Regions from separate parts of the Mus musculus genome. Here regions 2, 3, 4, 5 and 6 are each linked to region 1. The links are chromatin contacts, called in public HiChIP or PLAC-seq and promoter capture Hi-C maps. All regions are on one chromosome and are shown on one strand. Each heading gives the region's core, a stretch centred on a gene start, on an enhancer-like site or on the middle of the called end of the contact. The rest is flanking DNA. Distances are from core to core; before and after follow the strand shown. Region 1 holds the start of Rnf126 (ring finger protein 126). Region 2 holds the start of Gadd45b (growth arrest and DNA-damage-inducible 45 beta). Region 3 holds the start of Ilvbl (ilvB (bacterial acetolactate synthase)-like). Region 4 holds the start of Pias4 (protein inhibitor of activated STAT 4). Region 5 holds the start of Cstb (cystatin B). Region 6 holds the start of Plekhj1 (pleckstrin homology domain containing, family J member 1).

What was found. Promoter capture Hi-C pulls out the DNA fragments that hold promoters and counts their contacts. HiChIP or PLAC-seq counts read pairs in DNA pulled down with a chosen protein or histone mark. Capture Hi-C pulls out chosen DNA fragments and counts their contacts.
Region 2: a promoter capture Hi-C map of pre-B cells shows a contact between it and region 1, with 6 times the contacts expected there. The contact joins the promoter of Gadd45b here to the promoter of Rnf126 in region 1. A contact is called at or near these places in 2 of 39 promoter capture datasets (liver and pre-B cells) and 1 of 115 datasets of contacts at active chromatin or transcription factors (pancreatic cancer cells).
Region 3: a contact with region 1 is called in an H3K27ac HiChIP or PLAC-seq map of extraembryonic endoderm stem cells, with 5 times the contacts expected there. The contact joins the promoter of Ilvbl here to the promoter of Rnf126 in region 1. A contact is called at or near these places in 4 of 39 promoter capture datasets (cranial neural crest, liver, pre-B cells and 1 more) and 1 of 115 datasets of contacts at active chromatin or transcription factors (extraembryonic endoderm stem cells).
Region 4: a promoter capture Hi-C map of pre-B cells shows a contact between it and region 1, with 4 times the contacts expected there. The contact joins the promoter of Pias4 here to the promoter of Rnf126 in region 1. A contact is called at or near these places in 4 of 39 promoter capture datasets (the C10 cell line, hippocampal neurons, liver and 1 more) and 1 of 9 other capture datasets (liver).
Region 5: a contact with region 1 is called in a promoter capture Hi-C map of adipose tissue, with 4 times the contacts expected there. The contact joins the promoter of Cstb here to the promoter of Rnf126 in region 1. A contact is called at or near these places in 1 of 115 datasets of contacts at active chromatin or transcription factors (large pre-B cells) and 1 of 9 other capture datasets (adipose tissue).
Region 6: a promoter capture Hi-C map of pre-B cells shows a contact between it and region 1, with 2.7 times the contacts expected there. The contact joins the promoter of Plekhj1 here to the promoter of Rnf126 in region 1.

What each region holds. Positions count from the first base shown.
Region 1 is chr10:79,765,198-79,769,077 of GRCm38.p6, reverse strand. It overlaps Rnf126 (ring finger protein 126), which reads left to right and starts at 2,126. Exons shown (of 9, transcript NM_144528.3): 1 at 2,126-2,325. The coding sequence starts at 2,251.
Region 2 is chr10:80,927,525-80,931,389 of GRCm38.p6, reverse strand. Gadd45b (growth arrest and DNA-damage-inducible 45 beta) reads right to left here and starts at 1,299. Exons shown (of 4, transcript NM_008655.1): 1 at 1,031-1,299; 2 at 841-942; 3 at 139-361. The coding sequence starts at 1,074.
Region 3 is chr10:78,572,977-78,576,756 of GRCm38.p6, reverse strand. Ilvbl (ilvB (bacterial acetolactate synthase)-like) reads right to left here and starts at 1,766. Exons shown (of 15, transcript NM_001359302.1): 1 at 1,526-1,766; 2 at 1-175. The coding sequence starts at 1,660.
Region 4 is chr10:81,166,006-81,169,722 of GRCm38.p6, reverse strand. It overlaps Pias4 (protein inhibitor of activated STAT 4), which reads left to right and starts at 2,003. Exons shown (of 11, transcript NM_021501.4): 1 at 2,003-2,038. The coding sequence starts at 2,012.
Region 5 is chr10:78,422,951-78,427,116 of GRCm38.p6, reverse strand. Cstb (cystatin B) reads right to left here and starts at 1,447. Exons shown (of 3, transcript NM_007793.3): 1 at 1,260-1,447; 2 at 89-190. The coding sequence starts at 1,325.
Region 6 is chr10:80,796,821-80,800,991 of GRCm38.p6, reverse strand. Plekhj1 (pleckstrin homology domain containing, family J member 1) reads left to right here and starts at 2,366. Exons shown (of 6, transcript NM_023900.2): 1 at 2,366-2,911; 2 at 3,015-3,082; 3 at 3,153-3,219; 4 at 4,170-4,171. The coding sequence starts at 2,818. It overlaps Sf3a2 (splicing factor 3a, subunit 2), which reads right to left and starts at 2,257. Exons shown (of 9, transcript NM_013651.4): 1 at 2,187-2,257.

The sequences.
Region 1 (3,880 bases), core at 877-3,376:
TCAAGAGTACATACTGCGTCAAGCTGAAAGAGAGAAAGTGGGGGGGGGGGGGAGAGCTCAACTTTAAGCCTGTCAGTTTGTACCCGAAAAGTTGACTGTGTGAGTTTATTATGGGTCTTCCAGATATCACTGCTTCCAGTTGAAAACTCCGATCCTGTGTTGAGGCTAGACCCCGACTGTGTGTGTGTGTGTGTGTGTGTGTGTGTGTGTGTGTGTGTGTGTATGAGAAGGCTCCCAGGATGCAAGCTCTGCCATGGTTCAGAGAGAGAGGTTAAGCTATTTGCCCAATGACACAGCAATGGCTTGATTGGGAAGTCAACCCACGCCCACTGCCCCATAACTTTTCAACTACCCTGAGCTGCTCAGAGGAAGGTCTCTCCATTGAATATTGGCGTGTTTAAACGACTGAGGGGCTGCCTCACCACAGTAGACTTGGCTCTAGTGGGATAACTAGTTCCGATTGATGGGGGCCATGTGCCCTCTGGTGGTCAATGCCGGAATGGGTGGGAATGGGGACAGAAAGCAGGCCAGGTGTGAAGGTTGACTGTCCCTCCCCTTCTTGCAGGAATCCTAACTCTGAGTAACTCCTATTCTTTCTTCAAAACTCTGCTTGCAATGTACCCTCCTCACCCCCAGGAAGTCATTCTTGTGTCATCAGAGATATCCAAGGTCAGTTTAGAGTCCAAGCCTCCCCCCTGCCTTATGGTGCTGGAGTGTTTGTGTGCATTTCATAGACGCTAGATGAATGTTGAACGAATAAGTAAATAAATACAGGAACTAACCTCAGAAACATTCTGGGCCTAGCCTAGAAGACGACGCAGGCTTCATTCACTCCTGAAGAGTCACACGGGGTGCCTGCGGGCTAGAGGATCCTCCTTCTACCAGAGAATGCATCCCTTCTTCATCCTTATCTCGGGTGTTTGTGGAACACCTGATGTGTATCGTCCAGACATGATACTCCCTTCTGCCCGGCACTGTTTTTACAGATTATCAGGTGTACATAAGTGTATGTAGGAGGGCTGTAGAGACCGCGTGAAAAGGCAACATTGCAGCCGAGACTCCGGAGTTTGGGGGACCAAGCACTTGGAGGCACAGGCAGTGCAGTGCAAGCAAATATCCACAGGCAAGCTTGTCTGGAAGGCTAAATGAGGGGAAGGAAGCTGGGAAATGAGGGCTTGATGGTTCGAAGAAGAGGAGGAGTCTCTTAGGCCCCGTCCCTCACTTTTTTTTTTTTTTTTTTTTTAGGGATAGCCCTAACAACTTAAGCCATTGGCAAGGCAACCAAGTCCCGCCCCTCAAGGACTCCAACTTCGCGACTGTACTTGGCTTTCCGAGGCCTCTACATCCAATCCCGTATGCCGGAGAAACTCAGCCCTGTCGACTACATCCCCGCTCTGGAGATAGTCACCCGCCTTCAGGCTTGCCCATCCTCGTTGCCAAGGAGACGGCCCCCGCAAGCTTGGAGCTCCGCCTCCAGGCTCACGCCAAATTCCTAGGCGGATTCCAGGATTGGTCCCGTCGCTGTCTCGTCACCATGGAAACCCGGCCCCGCCCTGCGCAGGCTCAGCCTGCGGACCCTAAAGCTTTCCAGTTGCCTACAGGTTATAACCTACCCCAGGTTGCCAAAGAGACATCCCGGGCCCCCACGAAGGCCCCGCCCTTTGGTCGCGGAGGCTTCCCCGAGGCCCTGTCCCACGCAGGTTGCCAAAAAGTCTTCTCCCCCACGTAGCCCCGCCGCTCGCTGGCCCCCCATCTCTGACTTCTTCTGCTTCCATGTCTGACTTCACCTCCTAAAGTCATCGCCAAGGCGACCCGCCTTCGCGCTGTCCCTGGACTTCCGCACTCTTCAAGCGTGACTCCGCCCTTCCACCCCCAAGTGCCAAGCCCTCTAGACTCCGCCCACACCAGATAGGCCACGCCCCCAAGATGCTCTGCAGTCTTGACCCTCACCTCCGTCCCGGTTACTAAGGAGACTAGGCTCCGCCGCTTCGCCCCCAGGCTCCGCCCCACACACTGGACCCAGGTCTCTGGCTTCCGGAAATACTTATTTTGTCCTAGTGCGGCCACCGTTCTCCACGAGTCAGCCCCCCGCAGCGCGTTGCCCGCGTTTCTCCGCGAGCCCCACGCCTGCCGTGCGTGCCGTGCGTGCCATGCGTGAGCGTGCGCGGGCGCGTCGGCCGGCGAGGGAGCAGCAAACGGCCGGCGGCAGGCGCCGCGCGGGGGGCGGGCGGCGCGGAGGCGGCGGTGGCCATGGCCGAGGCGTCGCCGCAGCCCGGACGGTACTTCTGCCACTGCTGCTCGGTAGAGATCGTGCCGCGCCTGCCGGTGAGACCTGGGCGGGAGGGCCGTGGAGCTGTGCGCGCGAAGCTGGCTAGAGGGGAAATTGAGACCCGGCGGGGTGCGAGCAGCGTGGCGGGCAGGTCCAAGAACCTAGGGCGGCGGCGGGGTCGCCCGAGGGACGCAGGCTTGGTCGGACCCGGTGGGGCTCGGAAGCTGAGCTCCGCGCTGGGGACGGCCGCCGAGCGCGTGGCCAGGACGCGGGGGCGCGCGGCGCGGCCTCGAGCGCCGCCCCGGGCCTCGCTGCTGCGCCCAGAGGAGCTGCGAATCCGACGGCGGAGCTGGAGGGTCTGGGAAGGTCGTACCTGCACCTCCTTGCCTGTTACAGGCCTTGTGCTAAGGCTTCAGTGTGGCTTTGACCAGTTGCATCCCCCGGTCCCCACCTGGTTGTCCCCTGGCCTCCTGCTTCTTCCTCGTAGCTTTGGACATATCTATCCTGAGGACCCTGCTTGGGTGTCCTGCATCTTTTCCGGTTCAAGGTGGTTTTGTCCAGGTGCATGCCAGGGATCCTGCAAGTTTCTTGAGAGTGACTTTGACTAGGCTGGTATCCCCAGGCCTCCTCTCCCAGGACAGAACCTCCCACCTTCCAGGCATCCCTTGTTTCATACCCAGGTTTGAGGCTCGCTCCTGGAAAGGTGATCGCTCAGTACTTGCAACCTACCGTGGCCTTTCCAGGCCAAGCGTGGAGCCTGCTCCTGCCCTTCGAGGTGGAAGCCTGGGTGGGTCCTTGAAGAAGTAGTAGCTAGTTTGGTGTAAGCCAATCTACCATTGCGGAGAAGGTGGTGGAGTAATTAGCCAGAGTCTGTCAGGGTGACGACGGGGTGGGTGGTAAGAGGTGCTGTAGTTCCTTCTGGTCTCTGCACTCTCCCTCTGGATGGTGACACCATGACATTCTTCAGGGCGATTAACTCCAAGAATTCAGGTGGTGGCATACACCTTTTATTTCAGCACTTGGGAGGCAGAGGCAGGCCGATGTCTGAGTTTGAGGCCAACTGTTAGTTCCAGGACAGACAGGAACCCTGTCTAGGAAGGGGGGCAGCTTGGAGAGAGTGGTATGTGGGGTGCCAGGTGAACCTGGAACATAGGAATTGATTGTTATTTCTACTTGTGTTTCCTGTGCCTCAGCCTTGCCTCCCCAGATCTGCCTTGACGCCCCTGGACTGGGGACTATGCTGCCCCTTGGCACCATTGTGAGCTCTGGGAACTGTTTTCTGTAAGGAGATGGCCAGACCCAGGTGTACACCTAGCTGTCAGGTTTCCTTACTGGGACCAGAGCAGCACCAGGTTCTGGCTCAGTGCCCTTGAATAAGGAGGACCCTGACCTCTCAACTGCCACTGTGCCTGGCACGAGCCTACCTGTAAGCCCCAGTGACCCAGCATGGTCTTTGTTCTTACAGGGTTTGTATAGGCCAGCCAGTCAGGGAGTGACAAGTGTTTAAACAGAGCATGGGGGATGTTTTGTTTTGTTTCTCCAGACAGGGTTTCTCTGTGTAACAGCTCTGGCTGTCCTGGGACTCACTCTGTAGACCAGGCTGGCCTTGAA
Region 2 (3,865 bases), core at 50-2,549, 1.2 Mb before region 1:
CCAAGCATGGCTGGGCACTGAGCTGGTGCTGGACCAGCCAGCCCAGCTATGTTGACAAACACGGGACCCAGGTGACCAGGACGGGTGGGTGGGGCGGGGAGAGAGAGAGACAGAGACGTGGGGGGGGGGAGGGCTCACCGTGACCAGGAGGCAGTGCAGGTCTCGGGCTTCGGTTGTGCCCAATGTCTCCGCCGGCTCCCCCAGGAGCTGCGCCAGCCTCTGCATGCCTGATACCCGGACGATGTCAATGTCATTGTCGCAGCAGAACGACTGGATCAGGGTGAAGTGAATCTGCAGAGCGATATCATCCTCCTCTTCTTCGTCTATGGCCAGGAGGCACAAGACCACGCTGTCGGGGTCCCTGCAGGAGAGAAGGAGTGTCAGGGGGTCGTCAGACCAGGAGCGGGTGTCACCGTGCACGGGGTGGGATAGGGGGATATGAGCTCCAGGAACCGCAGGCGGGAAGGGTGGACAAGACCCATCGTGCATCAGGAGTGTATATAAGAACAGCCCCCCAGCCGCAGTACTGCACGGGTGCTGGGGTGGCCGACTATGCAAATACTGATGGCGGTGGGGGAGGAAGCACATAGTCCAAAGTTACTGGGGTTGCCTTGTCAAAACAAAAAACACAAAACCTCAAACTTGCGAAGTCAGGGTTCTGCAGCGACTCTCTTTCCTCCTCCCCAAAAAAAATTCTCTGAGAAATGTCGCCCTCCACTCCCCAAAACCGAGAGCGCTGGGAAAGTCCCCCAAAGCCCCGAGCCCTATAGGGATGTTGGAGCGCGCGTGCATCAGAGGGGCGCCCCCACCCACGCCCGAGAAAGGGGGGTGCTGACTCACACATTCATCAGTTTGGCCGCCTCGTACACCCCCACGGTGAGGCGATCCTGACGCTGCGCGGCCACCAGCAGCTGCTCCACCGCGGCAGTCACCGCCTGCATCCTAAAAGGCCAAATGGGGAGATTAGCCGATGACAGCCCCGCAGACCTCAGGCGGCGGGCGAGAAGACCTCAGCCTCTGTTGTACTCACTTCTGAACCGCGTTGTCGCTCGCCACCAGCTCTTCCAGGGTCATGATGCAGTCACACTCCACAGCGGACCCCCACGGAAGATCCCCAAGAGCAAAGTACAAGTCCAGATACGAACCCAAGAGGCAAAAAAACCTTCCCGTGCGACCAGAAGTGTCGGAGGCCTTCCGGAGGCGGTGGGACTTCCCTTCCCAAGAAAAAAGTAGGGGTAAAAAGAAGATTGCAAAATCCCCCTCGAAATTAATCCAAGAAGACAGAGATGAACGCAGACCCAGGGTTGCTGCGGAGTGAGCGCGCGGGCGCTGCGAGCGGTTTATATGACTTCCCGGGTGGAGGCGTGGCCACTGGAGGCATGCGCTTTCCACCCATTGGTAGATGCACAAAGGGCCGAGTATCCCGCGCTGAGATTGGCTGGAGATGGAAAGGGCGGAGCTCGGAGCTCCGGCGGCCCCACGTGGGGGTCAGGGCTGGGAGGAGCGTGAACGCCAGCAGCGGCGACAGCTAGAAAAGCCAGAGAGCTCTAGAGAGAGAGCTCTAGAGAGAAAAAAAAAAAAAAAAAAAAAAAAAAAAAAACCACAGAAGTTTCTCTCCTGATTTCCCGGCAGCCGCGCTACGCAGGCCGCGCGCGGGGTTTCCAGCGCGAGAGGCTGGCCTGAACTTTCGGGGAGGGCTGTCTGGAATCCCCTCGCTGTCCCCGGAGAGTCCCTAGCCTTTCCCAAGCTCTGAAAGAAGGGATGTGCATGCGCCAGGAGGCTTACTAAGTGTTCTGCCGGCCTTGTAGAGTTGGAGAGTGTTTAAATAACGTCTAGGGTATACAGTAAACGTTTGGTAAGTTTGAGGACGGTGGGATCCTCTCCCCAAAGTGAGAACTACCAAGGCACCCTAGCATCGCCAGCACGAAGGTGCTTTGAGAACGCTCAGCCCTCTAAGGCCAGGGTCGCGGGAGGAGAGGCACACAGGAAGCTTCCTAGTGGTCGTGGTAGGTGGCTTGGCGGTGCCCCAGGGGTCCTGGCTGCAGAGCACTAAGGGATCGCAGGGGGAGAGATCCGGAACCCTTTCTCCCTCCTCCCGGCACCCCGAGAATTTCACGTGTGCACGGGAGGCGCAGGTGAAGAGCCCTCCAGACGCTCTGCGGAGTGACCCTGCCCCCTGCCGGCTGCCTCACCGTCTATCCTCAGATCGATTCGCCACACTTAACCCCTGAGGGGGAAGCCAAGTGGCAAAACCCGAAGGGTACTGACCCGGGGAGAGGTGACTGAAAGGCAGCCGCTCTTATGTCCCTGGCATTTTTGTAGTGCGTAGCATGAAGCACAAGCCCCTTCTTCCACGCGTGTCATTTATCTTTCCAAGATTTGTCAGGCAAAGGAATTGATATCTGCATTATGCAAAATGGAAACTGAGGCTTCCAAGGGCGTTCCAAGCCACAGCTTGAGGGCTGGTAGTCGACAGCAAGGACACGAGCGAGGCAGATAGACCCGCGTGGGATTCTCCCACGGTGCACGGGGGCTCCCGGTGAATCACCCTGAGTCGCCTCCTCCGCCAGCCTGGGTCCTGGCCTCGGCCGCGCGGCTCGGTTCCCCGGATCCCCGGATCCCCCGATCCCGGGTCTGGTGACGCATCCTGCTTCCTCCGCGCCACCCACCCAGCATGCGAAATGTCCCTGGCGTGAGAGGCGCGGCGGCGACACCTGGTGGCCTCATGAGGTCTCTGCTCACGCAGCTTCCGGAAAGGGAGGGGGAGAGAACACTTGGAATGATTTTTTTTTTTTTTTTTTTTTTGAGACAGATTTCTCTGTATAGCCCTGACTGTCCTGGAACTCACTCTGTAGACCAGGCTGGCCTCGAACTCAAGAGATCCGCCTGCCTCTGCCTCCCTAGTGCTTGCTGGGATTAAAGGCGTGGGCCACCACTGCCCAGCGATTTTTTTTTTATTAATTTTTTTTTCGATGCTGGTGATGAATCCAGGACTTCGTGATGCCTAGCAAGCTCATCACCAATATCTACATACCGCTATAGCCCAACCTGGAATAATCTATACATACAGTATTTTAAATATCAAACATGAAGGGCAAGACATCCTCCACAGGATGGAGGGTTCGAGCTGACTCCTGCGAATTGTCTTCTGATCTCCGTACCTACTCCAAAGTGTACTGTGTCCTCACACACAAATAAGTAAACTTTACTAGATGTGTATTTTAATAGTCTAAATTGGCTGCTGGACTGTAGCAATGGTTCAATGGCAGAGCACGTACTGAGCATGTGTGAGGCGCTGTTTTCCACCCCTGTACCACACGAACCCTATGGTGGTACACATTTGTCATCCCAGCCCTAGGAAGGAAGAGACCGGAAGATCAGTCAGTAGGTCAGGATCATCCAGGGCTATGTAGTGAGTTTGAGACTAGCCTGGGCTAAATGAGACCCTGTTTTAAACCTGGGGGTGGGGCTAGAGAGATGTCTCAGCCTTAAAGAACACTGGTTGTTGCCAGGCAGTGGTGGCACACGCCTTCAATCCCAGCACTTGGGAGGCAGAGGCAGGCGAATTTCTGAGTTCGAGGCCAGCCTGGGCTACAGAGTGAGTTCCAGGACAGCCAGGGCTACACAGAGAAACCCTGTCTCGAAAAACCAAAACGAAACGAAACCAAAACAAGACAAAGCAAAACAAACAGCAGGGGCAGAGAAATGGCTCAGAGATTAAGAGCACTAGCTGCTCTTCCAGAGGAACAGGGTTCAATATGGCAGCTCACAACCATCCGTAACTCCAATTTCAGGGGACCAGACACCCTCACACAGACATGCATACAGGCAAAACACCAATGCACATAGAAAGTCAAAAGGAATG
Region 3 (3,780 bases), core at 517-3,016, 1.2 Mb after region 1:
CAAAGACAGCAGTGACCTCGTGGCGTGTGTCTACCACTCGGATACCCAGCTTCTCACAGGCCACCAGCAGTGGGGAAATGTGCCCACCGACCAATGTGAAGACAAAGCGTACACCATGGGCTCGGAGCACAGCTGCGACACTCTCTCCACCATGCCGGATGCTTGTCTTGTCCACCTGGGTCAAAGGAGATGAGGAACAAGACAGTCAGAGGCCAGCCCAGGAGCAGGTACAAGAACAGGCAGGGGTAAGGTCAGAAGACAGACGAACTTAGATTCTGGTTAGAGACATACCACTTTAAATCCAATTCAGAGAAGGGTACACTGACTTAGCAAATTTATTGTTCTCTTTGTCCTACAGCTAAAAATGCCAAGACTTGCCCAAGTGATAGACTCCAACAGAAGAAATGTTCTTTTTGAAACTGTACTGAGGATTGAACCCTGGGCATAGATAGTGTTAGACAAGCACTCTAACCACTGAGCTATATCATCAGCTTTTACTAGGACAAGGTCTCACGAGGCTTTGAACTCCTTATGTAGCTTAGGCAGGGCTTGAATTTGTGACCATCTCTCCCCAGCCTACCAAGTAGCAGACTGAGATAAAGCCTATGTTCTTAAGTGGCTCTGGAGATTATAATGCCTGCTCCAGAGATACTGGGCCAGTTGAGAAGAAAGGAGATAGAGGTTAAATCTACAGAGAATCCAGGAGAGCCTGGCAAGAGGCAGAAGGCCCCTGGCTTAGATGTGTGCCTGCTTCCTAGTATCCCTGCAGGGCCTGGCACTTGGAGTGCTAACTCCATCCAGCCTATTGCCTCCCTCTGCTAGTGAGGCACAGGTCCAGCTGACATGCTGCCAGCAGCCATATGCCTAGCACGGAAGTGACTCCTGGCACAGACTACCCTGAGCATCCAAGCCTCAGTAGCTTCACGATCCCTACATACTTCAAGGTCAGTGGCACTGTCCCTGTCTAGAAGAAAAGGGACTGGGTAAGGGCAAGAATTTCTCAGAATGGAACAAGTGGTTTATAAGTATGACTTGTGGGGTCAGCTTTTCCCAAATCTGTCATCTAGAGAAAATACTAAACTTCTCTGTAGATCATTTGCCTCTTGTGGGCACAAGGACAGAAATTATAGCACTTACTTTGGTGAAGATGGTACGAAATATGCTAAGACAGTTCCTCAGAAGGGCTTACTATCAGAGCCCATTCCCTCCCCTGCCTACCTTCAGCCCACCAATCTCACTATGTTTAAAAGGCCTGCTCTGTTAAAATGACTCAGGCCCCTGGGTATGGAGGTAGGCGGAGAATGTGTGCTGTCCAGACAACGACAATTTCCCCATTATCTCGTACTAGTTACAAAGTCCAGGCCCATATACAGTTTGGCAAAGGGACAGAGCTCTGTAAAGAATCTCCCAACCAGCCACTTCTAGACTAGCTGGGACTCGCTTTCCACACCTGCACAGTGGATGAGCTGGAGAAACACCTTTAGTGCCTTCCTCCTACCCCTAGCCCTCCTTCTACCCTAAGCACCTTGTGCATCAGCTGATAGAAGAGCCCCAGTCTGTGAGCGACGCCCAGCACGGCAGCCACCAGCGTCCCAAACGCCAGGAGCAGGAAGGAGGGGAAGAAGCCTCCCGCAGATGCAGCGGCCGCAGAAGTTTCCATGAGGCAGAACCTAAGTAAGAAAGCACAGAGCCAGAATCTTAGTACTATAATCTAATCCGGAAGCAGGATCGTCCGCCGGACCTGGGCCACACCTCCCCGACCTGCCAGGCCACGCCCACAGACGCATCTAGACTGGACTTAAAGCCACGCCCCAGTGAGGCTAAGTCCGCCCCCTGACGTCACCACCTTCAAACTAAAAGTAGGCCACAGCAGGTCAAGGCGATCGCAGTAGCACCGAAACAAGGTTGAAATTCCTACTTACCTATCTGTTAACGAGCCCATGCAGAACCCACCCTCCTCAACGCTGGACTGGGGCTCAGCGGAGAGCCCGCCTCGCGCTTACATCATTGAGTCGTAAGGCCACACCCCCATCGGATCGCGCAGCCTAGGGTACGCTCCCCCACCCTCCCCACACACACCAGACTCTTGACCTTTGGCCTTCAGCCGAGGTCACTTTTCAATAGGATGCGCCTTCAGCTCCACTACATAGAACTCCCTTCCACCCATCCCCAAACAAGGCCCTATGACCTTTGCCTATAGGAAAGGTCCCTGACTGCAGTGGAACTCTGCCGCTTCTGGGTCACGTGACTGGGGAGTGTGGAGTGGTGCCCCTTTTGCCCACTTGGCTCTGCAGCGCCCCGTAGTTCAACGAGACGCGCGTGCGCCAAACTGGAGTCTCGCTGAAAAAGCTATCCGAAAGAGACGTTTATCATTGGTCGCTTCTCTCTCTCGCCTCTAATTGGCTAACATTACACCGCGCCTTCCACACCCGCGAGAACCATCTCGCGGCACGTTCCACGGGCGTGGACTGTGACACACCCCCCACCCGAGCTCCCCAGAACCCGCATTCCCGACCGCAACATATGCAAGCCCCTCCCCTTCCTGGACCACTGTGAGGCTTTGCAGGATGTTTAGAGAACTCCCTAGTGTTTGGTGCCAGGCCGGTTCAGTCATTTTCCAGGTTTCCAGCATCTGGGGACCTTTTACAAACTCCGATCTGTCTTACAAATCCCTTTCTCCAATTTATGTCTTTTTCTTTGACTGGCTTTTAATCAGGACCATCTGTGTAACCAAGAGTTTTGAGCTATTTGTTGAAGCCTGAACAATGGATATTTAACAATGTAAACCAGTGTAATAGTATGTGCTTTTATTCCCACCATTCCGAGTTCAAGACCAGGCTCTTCTCCATAGTGAGTTCCAGGACAAGCAGGAGTGCATAGAGACCAACCAAAAATCACAATCGCTTCAGCTGTGTCATGTCCACAAGATAGCATTCCACAGCCTTTCTCCCCATCTTTTGGCTCTTATATTCTTTCCACTTCCTCTTCCTTGGTGTTCCCTGACCTTTGCAAGCCATGGTATAAATGCCCTGTTTAAAGCTGATCGTTCAGCCATCCCTTCTCAGCAACTATGGTCTCTGATTAAGTTCTGTGATGGAACATTTGCCTAGCACAGGCAAAGCCATGGGTACCCACAAAAACCTACTCAACTATTTTTAGCCAAACTACCGTATGAATTATTTATGCTTACTGGCTGTGAGCATGCCTCCAATTTCGTCTTGAATCAAACAAGGTAGGCTTTTCCCTGCCATTCCATAAGAGTTGTTTTGGGAGAGTGCAGGGGCTGGACCTAGATTCTCTACCCATTTATAGCAGATGTGCAGCTTGGTCTTCTTGTGAGTCTCCTAACAATTGGAGCAGGGGCTGGCTGTCTCTGACTCTGCCTGCCATTGGATCCCCTTCCCCCAGCTGGTCTGCCTAGTCGGGATTCTGTGGGAGAGACCATGCTTAGTCCTATAATGACTTGATGTCCCAGGCTGGGCTGGTACCCAAGGGAAGCTTCCCCTTCTCTAAGGAGGAGAGGAGGGGATGGGGGGGGGGGGGACTTGTGAGGGTGGGACTAGGGGCAGGGCTTCAACCTCGATGTAACGTGAATAAATAAAAATTAAGAAAAGAATTGTTTTGGATTACTCCATCTATCTCCAAATTGGCCCTACTCCCTTCTGTCTCCTAACTCCATTCTCTTTCTAGGAGCAGTACAGGGAGCCACTCCTCCCCGGCCCTATTAGTGAGAGCCCTTAATTAAAAGGATCAACCACATACTTCCTGAAAGGGGCTTTT
Region 4 (3,717 bases), core at 754-3,253, 1.4 Mb before region 1:
AAGTCAAGCTTGGAAGAGCTCTCTCTCTCTCTTTTTAATTTAGTTAGAACAAGAGTAAGGATCGAGTGGCTTGCAGAGAATCGACCAGAATGCTAACACACACACACACACACACACACACACACACACACACACACACACACGAAAGACGACCCGGATGTGCACTGCACCGGGCCAACTAGGCTCACACCCCACCACACACACACACACACACACACACACACCACACACACACACACACACACACGAAAGACGACCCGGATGTGCACTGCACCGGGCCAACTAGGCTCACACCCCACCACACACACACACACACACACACACCACACACACACACACACCACACACACACACACACACACACACACACACACACACGAAAGACGACCCGGATGTGCACTGCACCGGGCCAACTGGGCTCACACCCCACCACACACACACACACACACACACACACACACACACCACACACACACACACACACACACCACACACACACACACACACACACACACACACACGCAAGACGACCCAGATGTGCACTGCACAGGGCCGACTAGGCTCACACCCCATCACTACAGGGCCATGCGAGCCCTACACCTGCCAGCTGCCGCTCGAAGGGAACAGGGACACCTGCCCGGCCGCATTCTGTTCATCCCCAACCCTTCTCTTCATCAAAATGCAACCGTAAACATGAGCCATAAAATGCACCAGAGCAGGAAGCACATACACCTTTAAGACCACCCTCCCCACGTGGGCGCGGTCCAGTCCTCCCAATGAAACGGAAGCAAGGGGCGGTGCCGTTCTCGCTTAAAAACCCAGAGCGGGGCTAGAAGTGAGCGTGGCCCCAGTGCAAGCTTCGAAAATTTGGGGGTTGGGTGGGGCTTGTGGGTAGTTAGAAAGCCAAGGAGGGCCCCTGAAATGGTGATCGCCCAGAAGTCTATTAGGAGTTCGATCCACAGAACTCATTTTGTGACACCTGGTTAAAGGAGAAAGCAATTCCAGCAAATTGTCCTCTGATGTCCACCTAGGGGGCTTGGAACGCGCGCACCCACACCTATTCGCGTTAGTCTCTAAACCTGATGACCTGAGTTCGATTCCCTGAATCCATATTGTGGAAATATACAAACCCCTTAGATTGTCTTTGGACGATCAAAAATTGCGTGTCTCCCCCAGTATATAAATAAAACAGACCACAGAAAAGTGGGCGTAGCCTTGAGCCAACAAATAAAGAAGGAAAAATGCAGCTAGAGGGGCTTCTGTGCCCTAAAGAAGCAAGGCTACGCAGGGCTTGGTTATGTTCATCTTTAATCTCAGTTCTCCGGAAGCAGGGGCAGGAGGATTTCAGTGAGTTTGAGGCCAGTCTGGTCTACAAAGCGAGTTCCACAGAGCCAGGGCTACATGGTGAACCTGTCTCAAAAAACAAAAACAATTTTTAAAAACCCACAACTGTTGCCACCGCAAGCCAATTTGAAAACGAGGCAGGGGGTTCGGCCTGTACTCTACAGAAAAGGTGGGGCCAGTAAGAGAGGGAGCAGGGCAAAGGGTATATGGTTCAGGCACTAGCTGGTTCATCCCTGCTACCTACACAGTGGAAGGAGAAAACCTAATTTCCTAGACTGTTTTGTGACTTTCACATATGTACACACTAAATAAACACAAAAATTTAGCGGTTCTCTAAAGCAAGAGAAATGAGGCGGCGGGAAGTGCTGCTATTTCTTTAAGCAGCAGACTCCTCCCCAGAGTGGGCGTGGTAGCGGCCAGCGCCTTGAAAAATAACCGTGGGGGGCGGGATTTGGCAATTGTCCGTTGTGATTGGTCAGATCCTCGGGCGGGGTTCCTGTAGGCGCGTGCGCGTGATGCATCCTCCCGCCTCTCAGACGCGGGGGCGTGGAGGAAGGAGCCAGCACTCGCTTTTACTGGCTCTCGCGCAGGCTCCGCCCTTTAGTCGAGGGCCCTCACGTGACGCGACGGCTGGGGCCTCCCGGCGCGGGGGACGCTAGTGGCCAAGATGGCGGCAGAGCTGGTGGAGGCCAAAGTGAGTGAGCGAGAGTGGCTCCGGCCGGGACAGGCGGGTGGCGGAGTACGGACCGCTCCTCGCAGGGAGCTGGGAGGGCGGGGTGTGGCGGCGCGGGCGGCGAGGGTGCGACTGGGACGCGGGCTGAACCTGCGGGCGGGGGGCGGGGAGACCGGGGGCGGGGTCGCCAGCTCCCTCCTGGGGTGTCCCCGCCGTCTACTGTCACTTCTCTACTGACCCTAGCAGGGGTTCCCACAGTGTGGCTACACAGCTTTCCCGGTGCAGGCACTGTCCTCTCCTTTGGGTTAGCTCTGTTGGGACATAACTGGGGGTCCTTCTGTGGTCTGGGAAGCCGAAGGAATGCAAAGTGACTTCGCCATCAGGTTTCCAAGGCAACGAGTAGGACTCAGGTCCGGGTGCCCCCCCTCTTTCCTCCCCCACAGGCCTGCATGGGGAAGGTCTACAGGGATTGCCACAAGTCCTCTGATTCTCGGGGCTCAGACTGACACCTTCTGACTCCAGACTCAGGCCAACTATAAGTGCCCAAGTTCATTTTAGAGACTCAGCCCTCGAGTCCCGCTCCCCACTTGTCAGCTCTGGGGTACCTCTTCACTTCAGCCTCCAGTGATCCTGTCTCACTCTAACCCATCTCTAACCTGTGAATCGCCTTGTAGAGTTTCTCTGCTGCCTGGCATACTGGACCCACCACCTCCTTGTTATGTGTTCCTCAGATTGATCCTCACAGGACACCTTGACTGAGTCCAGGGGAACATTGTTTAGACTTGTTCCCCCATTTCTGCATTAAGGTACCAGGGCTCTGACCTGACTTGAGTCCCCATTAAACCCTCTTGAAGTACAGCTTGGCTTAGCCTACATCCAGTTCTGCTCTGTCTCCCTGTCAAGGTTCCAGCACACTTGTCCCTCCAGAGTTATTGGAGTTCCTCAGTCCCCCTCAAGCATCTTCCCACCCATAAGATTCAGACTTGCCCCCCCCCCCCCCGTTTTTCTGCCTGCCTTGTGACATGGTCCTTCCCTCCCCACTGGGACCCTTAGGGTTATTCTAGAGGATCTGATTAAAAGGTGTCGTCCTCACCAGGCATGGTGGCACACCTTTAATCCCAGGGGTCTGGAGACAGAGGGAGGCAAATCTCTGTGAGTTTAAAGCCAACATGGTCTACAAAGTGAGTTCCTGGACAGCCAGGGCTCCACAGAGAAATCCTGTTTCAAAAAATCATTTAAAAAAAAAAGTGCAGCTGGGCGTGGTGGCGTACGCCTTTAATCCCAGTGCTCGGGAGGCAGAGGCAGGCGGATTTCTGAGTTTAAGGCCAGCCTGATCTACAGAGTGAGTTCCAGGACAGCCAGGGCTACACAGAGAAGCCCTGTCCTGAAAAACCAAAAAAAAAAAAAAAAAAAAAGTGTACCCCTCTTTCTCACCATTTACTCACCCCAAATCTACACCATTTACATAGTGGTTTTCTCTTGGGAAACAGAACTTTGAGATGGAGATATGTAAACTATGATCTGGAACGCAGGAGTTTTTTTTGTTTTTTATTTGGTTTTTTTGAGAAAGAGTTTCTCTGTGTAGCCCTGGCTGTCCTGGAACTCACTCTGTAGACCAGGCTGGCCTTGAATTCAGAAAATCGCCTGCCTCTGCCTCCCAAGTGCTAGGATTAAAGGTGTGGGCCACCACGCCCGGCTGG
Region 5 (4,166 bases), core at 198-2,697, 1.3 Mb after region 1:
AAGGGGTTCTCTGCAGGAAGTTGCAGGACACTCTGCTCTACTCTGAGACTATGTCCCCAGTTCATGCCAAGCTACTATCAGTACCCACCTTGATGAAGAGGTTGGTGCCAGCCACTATCTGTCTCTTGAAGGATATGGCTTTAAAGACATCAAACTTCTGATTTTCTTTCGATTCAAGCTGGGACTTCACCTGGATGGTGGGTGAGAAGGAAGGACTTAGATTCATGCACAGGTGCCCCCACACACACACACTGCCAGCCTTCAATACTCCTCATTCCGGGGGACATGGTAAACTGTTGGCCCCACTGATAAAGAACAACACAGCTCCTTTTTTTTGGGGGGGGGGGGGACAGGGTCTCACTATGTAGCTATGGCTGGCATGGAACTAAGCAAACTGGGCTGGCTTCAAATTCAGAGAGACTCGCCTGTCTCTGCCTCCTGAGTGCTGATGTGGCACGTGGCCAAGGTTCCCTTGCCTGGCCAGTGTGTCTGTAACATTTCCTCATTTCTAGGGTCTCATGGAGCTGACTCACTCCTTCTTGGCCACTTCAGTCAGAGCAAACACCTCCCAAGATCAGCTAGGCTTAGTGGACAGGGTCCTGGGCTTGGGGCGTGGCAGGAGAGCTGAAGAGAGGATTTGTTTAACTTTTCTTCTCTTGCTAATACCCTGAACCTCCCCCTACCTTGTACTGAATCTCTGCTCTGCTAACAGTCACAGGAAGGGCAGCCCAGGCCCAAGGTCCACCCCCTCGTTTCAGACTAGGCACAAGCAAGTTCTACAACTTCTGGTTTTGATCCTTTTTTTTTTCCCTGAGGGGCGGTGTTGGTGATGGTGGTGGTGGTATCAGTTGAATTCCTGCCACTGAGCTAAACAGTCCTAGCTCTTTCTTTTGAGGAGACAAGCACAGTAGCCCAGTCTGGCTTTCTCTTGTTTAGGCCTGGGTGTAAGTCAAAAAGGTGCCGTCTAGGTTCTAACAGCTGCCTTCCTGAATTCTCTGGGACCACCGGATCCCTCCACCGATCCCGGGGCTAGTTCCCTAATAGGTGAGTGGCCCTCTTGTATGCAAGCGGCAGAAGACTCGCCCCAGTTCCCGGCCCTGAATCTTCCAACCAGATCCAGAGCCCCCAGCTCCCAGTCACACTTGTGGCCGCCCCGGAAACCCGCTGCAGGACCTGACCAGTCTGGGCAGGCCGGTCCCTGAGGCCGCCGGGTCTCCGCAGGCCTGGCTCAGACTGGCCTGACCTGGGCCCAGCCTCACCTGGTCGGCGACCTCCTGCGTCTCGGCCGTGGCTGGCATTGTGGCAGATGGCGCGCCACACATCATCTTGGCAGCAGTAGTCGGGGTAGCACGGAGAAGCTGAAGACAGATCCAACTAGGAGACCTGGGTGCCTGGACCCTAGAAAAACCTGGCTTGGCTCCGCCCCCCCGGACCCGTAGCACGTGACAGAGCGACGGGGCGGGGCGCCGCACCCTCTCGCTCGCTCTCTTTACTGTCACCACCCTCCGTTCCAGGCAGAGTCAGGAGACCCAGGCTGGGCGTGGGCGGAGGGTGAGGCATGGTGGGTGCTTCACGTCCTTTCCCTGAACGGACGCTAAGAAGGGTTTGGAGGCTGGGAGTCCTGATTGCCCCTCAATGGTCGTGAAGTGATTGTAGGAGTATCTCTGACCCGGCTTAGGGGCTTCCGGGTCCTCACAGGATGCAGAGATGTGAGAAGGGGTCCTAGTCTTTCCATGGAGTAGGTGGACACGAAGTACAGCCCTGGACATCTCAATTTCCCCTTGTCCTGTGACTATTAAGTGGGGGTCTTGATGGGTCCCTATCCCTCCTTCCATAGAGTGGATACAGAAATAGATGATTGAGGACCTAGAAGTCTCAGATCCCTGTTCCTTGACCCCTGGCCCCATCCTTTCCTCCCCTCCCCAACGTGGACTTAGTTTTTGGGTCCGGATAACCCCATGAAATAAGAGCTTATCTGGGAATTCCATTCTTTTTGAATGACATGGCCTTGTCAGGCGGTAGGCGGGGCTTGGGGATCCCAGCCCCAGCCCCACAGAGCTGGGTAGGTGGTCTATTCTGGGTGAGACTCTATTCTCACACACCCAACACAGGCTGGGAACCATGAGGACCCCGGATATGCCCTCTGTCAGTGCTCTTACTTGAGTGACCTTCAAACCCGAGTTTCCGTTTGCAAAACTGTCACAGTTGGATAGCAGGACATGATGGTATACACCTGCAATCCTGGCACTTGAGAGGCTAAGCTAACCTGACTATGCAGTGAGACCTTGGCTTAAAAAAAATAATTTGGGGGTGCAGAGGTAGCTCATGGTAAGGGGCTTGCCACGGAAGTGCGACAGCCTGAATTTGATATTTGGAACCCAGTCAAAGAGCCAAGTGAGGGGCTGGAGAGATGGCTCAGCAGTTAAGAAAACTGGCTGCTCTTCCAGAGGACCTGAGTTCAATTCTCAGCTCCCACATACTAGCTCACAACTCCAGTTCCATGGGATCCTATTTCTCCACCCCCTGGCCTCAATGGGCACTAGGGATGCAAGTGGTGCCCAGACATACATGGAGACTTGTGGTGGTGGCAGTCAACCCAAACTAAAACAGAAGTTAGTACCAGACACTGGAGTATTGCTGGGATTAGGCCTGGCCATGCTTTTGTTTGGAGGAATGTGGATTTTGGGTTAGAAAAGCAATTGATCACTTAATAGTTCATAGGGCCATAGTAGTAGGAATATGGAAGACAGTGGTGATGAAGGTGATGTGAGCTTTGGGGGTCTGGTTCAAGAGGTTTCAGAGGACAAAACTATTTGTATGTGGCCTACAGACTGTTCTCGAGCTTTGGCTAAGAACGTGGTTGCTTTTTTGCTCTTGTCTAAAAAGTCTTCGTGAGGCTAAATTTAAGTCTTTGGGATTAGTTGAGCTGGCAGAGGAAATTTCAAAATGGCCCAGTATCGACTCTCTTGTGTGGTTGTTAGTGGTCACTCTTATGAAGATCTATAATGAAAAGGAGCAAGCTGAGGAAGTAAAAAATACAAAATGTACAGAAAAGGGGGCACCAGGAAGTGGAAAGGAGCTAAATCCTGTTTTTTAAGGAGTTAAACAGGTAACAGAAAAGCCAAATGTTTACATAAAGGGAATGGTGACTTCAGGGCAAGAGTCTGCCCAGCTAAGCTTTCAGCCTGTGAAAAGGAATTAAAAGAAAGTTTAGAGCCAGGTGTGGCGGTGCATGCCTTTAATCCCAGCAGTTGTGTGAAGCCAGTTTTGTCTTCAGATCAAGTTTCAGGACAACCAAGCTCAGGCAGTGAAGGAAAGCAGGGGGTCAGTTCCCAGCCTCAGCAAGCAGCAGAACTTGGCAGCTTCGGTCACATGGTTCTGGCTTTAGAGGCAAGGATAGAAGACAGGGGTTATGGAATCTCCCTCTGAGGTCAAGGGAAGCTGCTGAGGCCAGGTATTGTCATGGGTGGAGGCCTATAGAGGCCATCACGTGAAGCTATGAAGCCTGGATTGCCTTGGAGAAACCAAGATATTGGAGATACCAGAGCCGAGGGATAGCTGTTGAGGAAAGCTGCTAACAGGGAGTGGAGCCAGCCCAGGAGAGAGAGGAATGCTGCAGCCAACACAGCTGAAAGAGTTGGAAATCTGAAGAGCACTTTGGCGTCAGACTTGGAGATGCAGAGCTTGGACTTTGCCCAGCTGGTTTTAGTCTTGCTTTGGTCCAGTATTCCCTTCCTGTGCTTGCCTTTATCCCTTTTGGAATGGTGATGGATATCCTGTGCTATTATATGTTGGAAGTATGTGATCTGCTTTCTGATTTTGATTTTTGCAGGGACTTACAGTTGAGAGATTGCATGAGTCTCAGAAGAGACTCTAAACTTTGGATTTTAAAAAAGTTTGATGGGGGTGGGGGGCTGGAGAGACGGCTCAGTGGTTAAGAGCACTGACTGCTCTTCCAGAGGTCCTGAGTTCAATTCCCAGCAACCACATGGTGGCTCACAACCATCTGTAATGGGATCTGATGCCCTCTTCTGGTGTGTCTGAAGACAGTGACAGTGTACTCATGTACATAAAATAAATAAACAAATCTTAAACAAGTTTGAGACTGTTACAGATTATCAGGACTGTGAAGTTGGACTAGATACACTTTGCATTATGATATGGCT
Region 6 (4,171 bases), core at 1,117-3,616, 1.0 Mb before region 1:
TTACTCTCTACATAGATCAGGCTGGCCTGTGTGCCTGCCTTTGCAGGCATTAAAGGACACGCCCTCCTCCACCTGACACATGGCATATGGAGTGCTTGGTACCAAGGGTCCCATCTTTGAGGCTCAACCAAAGCCTATAGGCAGTGTCATCTGATGACAGAACACTTTAGACTACTCAGTGTCAGCCCCAGCCCTTGGTTTAAACCTATAGGTAAATTCAGAGACAGTACTCAGGAAACAAGTGGAGGCAGTCCTTGTTAATATTGCTGGAGCCTCCTGCAAATTTGACTTAAGAACCTTGAGGGCCAGGTACCTAGTTACCTCAGTGTCACCACAGAGTGTGTCTGGGACAGACAGGACACTGATACCACTGGCTGTCAAAGAGAAAGAGGCTAGAATGCAAAGGATACAAGATGCTCTAGATGCCGAGAGAATGGCTGAAAGATGTATATGGAAGTGGTGGGGCAGAACCAGCTTGTCGGATGTTTCATACTCAGCCACTTAAGGACTGAAAAGAGCATTGTCTACATCTTTGAAAGCTACTAAGAGACACATTCCCAGAGATGAAGTTGGCCAGATGCAAGAGCAGAGTCTAAGGGTGGCAGCATGGGCTTCTCAGAGCAAGAGGGCACCCGCAACAGCAGGATGGAAAACCACTTCAACCGCTGGCAAAGACAACTTTCAAGAACATAGGACTCTATACCTGGCCTCTGCAGGGAGCCTGGGTATCCAGCCACAGATGTGAGGGTGCACCTCAAGGGTGGAACACTTGTCCATCATGCATAAGGTCCCCTAGGGGTACATGTTTGAGGTTGAATGTGTATGGGTACCCACTGCAAAAATGCAGTTAGTTCATGAGCTTTGGAGGGAAAACAAACACTAGGACAAAACTGGCCTGGGCAGGCTGGAGAAGTGGCTCAGCGGTTAAGAGCACTGACTGCTCCTCCAGAGGTCCTGAGTTCAAATCCCAGCAATGATGTGGTGGTTCACAAACATCTGTAATGGAACCCGATGCCCTCTTCTGGTGTGTATCTAAAGACAGCTACAGTGTACTCATTATAAATAAATAAATCTTAGAAAAGCAAAACAAAACTGGGGCCTGGGTGAGCACACTGCTTGCTCTGTGGATGGGGCACCAAGCTCTGCAAACGCCCACCAACAGTTCCCAACCCCAGGAAACACAGAAAACGTAGGGCGTGGTGGTGTACACTTCTCATCCCATTTCTTTATCCAAGGTAGGAAGATGGTTAGGTTAGTGTTAGAGACCAAACCGGGCTGTGCAGTGAGATCCTATCTCAGATAAAAGAAAAAAGGGTGGCGGTAGGCTCCAGGGACTCTGATATCCCTTTCTGGACCCTATGGGTACCCCACTCACACACAAAGCTCCACACAGACACATTAAAACAAAATCTTTAAAAACGCGGGGAAGGGCATTTATCTGCTTGCTGACTACTGCTGCAACACGACCACCACGGCAGACCGCACCTTCATACCATCAGCCAAAATAAACCCTCGATTCCTTAAAACCAATCAAAACAGCCAAGTGTGGTGGCTCATGCTGTAAGTCCCACTATGCGAGAGAAGGCAGAGGCATGGCAATGTCTGTGAACTGGAAATCGGCCAAGTTTCCACACCGAGTTGCAGGTCAGCCCCAGTTAAGCAGTGAGACCCTGTCTGAAATAAATGAAAAGTTGTGCCGATGACTGGAGGGGCTCACACGTGAAACTTGGGACAGGAGGCCAGGACGCAGGGACGGGAGATGCGCAACCTCACGGACTACCGTAAGATTACCGATGAACGATCAATAAGGACAGAGACGTGGTATATGTTAAGGTAATGGTCTGGGAGGAGGCCTGGTCCCAGGACAAATCCCTTTTATGTGCAGATACCGTTATCTTTCAATCCCAGCAAGGGACCTGCTCCGGTGGACAGGAGCAGTGGTCGCCAGGGCCCCGATTAACGAAGGTGGAAACGGAAACAACCAAGGAGGTCAAAATACACGCCGAGACGCCACTCGGACACCCCGAACCACCCTGGAGGCCACAGAAGCGCCACCCAAGCCAGCAATCACGCGGCGACCCAACGGGCCTCGCGAGAGCGCGCTCTCCCGGCGGGCGCGCGCCGATCCTGAGGCAAGAGGGCGGCCGCTGCCTCTCCCCGTCCCGCCCCCGGGCTTTCGCTCCCACCTTCAAGCCTCCCCGACGGAGCAGCCGCCACCGACAAACTGTGCAGCTCCTCACCAACGCTAAGGCCTCGCTATCCGGGTTTAATCTCCGCCAAGGCCGCGGTTTCGCCGCGCGCGTGCGCACGACCGACGAAGCGATCCCTTCCGGGAGCAAAGGCGTCGGCGTTTCGTGTGTGCGCAGGCCCAGCGGATGGACTTCCGTCTTCGGTAGGCGGGAGAGAAAGGAGCGTCGGGGCGCAGAGTGCGCGTGCTCACTGCAGCGACCGCACAGTTTCGCTCCGCCCTAAGTCTAGCGGCGCCGGCTATCGTGACAAGAGGAAAGCGTTAGGGTTCACCGGCCCAGGAAGGCGCTTCGCTCATCGTGGAGTGCTCTGAGTCTAACTTACACCTCACGCTTAGTATGTCTGGCGGTTATTTAAGGACGGGCCATCTCCTTCCCGTCTGACTCTGTTCAACCGCGCAGACCCATAAATTAGGGCCGCGCAACCAGCCCAACAACGCGCAGGCGCAGTAACCGGGTTGGGACTTCCGAGATCGCTCTCTGAGACTTTTGTGGCGCTGGCTGCGGCTTCGGGGAGGACGGCGGCCGAGAGGCAGGGCGCGTGTTGGTTCGCGCGGATCCGTGCGGCGGGATGCGGTACAACGAGAAAGAGTTGCAGGCGCTGTCCCGACAGCCGGCAGAGATGGCGGCCGAGCTGGGCATGCGGGGCCCCAAGAAGGGCAGCGGTGAGCCAGTCGGGGCTGCGGCTGGGGCACTTGGGCGGGCCGGCGCGGTTCCTGGGTGGGCGAATGAGAACAGTTCCGCGCTGACACCGCCCTGTGCCTACAGTGGCCAAGCGGCGACTGGTGAAGCTGGTGGTCAACTTCCTCTTTTACTTCCGCCCGGACGAGGCCGAGGTAGGGGCGTGGGGGGCGCGGGGGACCCGCGCGGCCCGGAGGCCGGCGCTCATGGCCGTGTCTCGCGCAGCCCCTCGGAGCCCTGTTGCTGGAGCGCTGCAGAGTGGCCCAGGAAGAACCGGGCGGCTTCTCCATCAGTAAGTTTCCATCCCGGACTCTGCTCCGCACACCCGATCCTTTTTACTCCCTTAGGAGCCTACGTTTGTCCTGGATCCCGCGTCCGCTGGTGGCCCAGGACTGGCCCAGCTATCACTCAGAGTGCCCACTGGGTCTGGTTCTCGCTTAGTTTCTTCTCCGACCCCTCTGCCCGTTCCCAACTGAGAGAGGTGCAGTCTGCGAACGTGGGGTGTATAGCAGGAACAGTCTCTGCCGCCCTCTCTGCCACGGGTAGGGTACGGGCAGGCTTTAAGGCCTGTCTCAGCCTTCTTCCCTAACGAGAACTTTACAGTATCTTGTAGAGATTTGGGCATCATGTCTACCTATATTATCCAGTGGGGTTCTTTATCTGTACCCCTCTTTTCTCCTTCTTGCACGAGTGCACACGTGTTTTGGGGTGTGAGTATGCCAGTAAGGCCAGAGGGAAACTTGAGTAGTTGGTTCTCATCTTCCACTATGTAGGTCTCCAGCATAAAACGCTGGTCATTGGGCTTGGCAGTAGGGTCCCACCTGGGGCTTACTTTTAAGTTATACTGACTGGCCAGCAAGCCCTACGAACCCTTCTGTCTCTTTCATGAGTCTTTCTTGAACACTGACATTACAGGTGTATTCGTTCTGCTCTCCGACACGGATGCTGGGGCTTCATCACCCATGTTCTATTGCCATTCAGTTTAGGGTCTAACCTAATGACCTTCTATTAGCCACTTCCATTCCCAATAACCCAACTTCCCAGTGAGTCCCCTATTTGTGGGTTCAGGGGTCAGGATTCTGGAGGACAAAGCCAGCATGAGACAGGCAGAAGATGACTTGGTGTTAGAATAAGAGGTGTAGTTTGAAATCCTGGTGAGAGGAAGCTGGGACTTGTGGCCAACAGGATGTAGACCAACTGGACACTGACCAGAGGTGGCTCTTATCCTTTATCCCTTTCCAGGC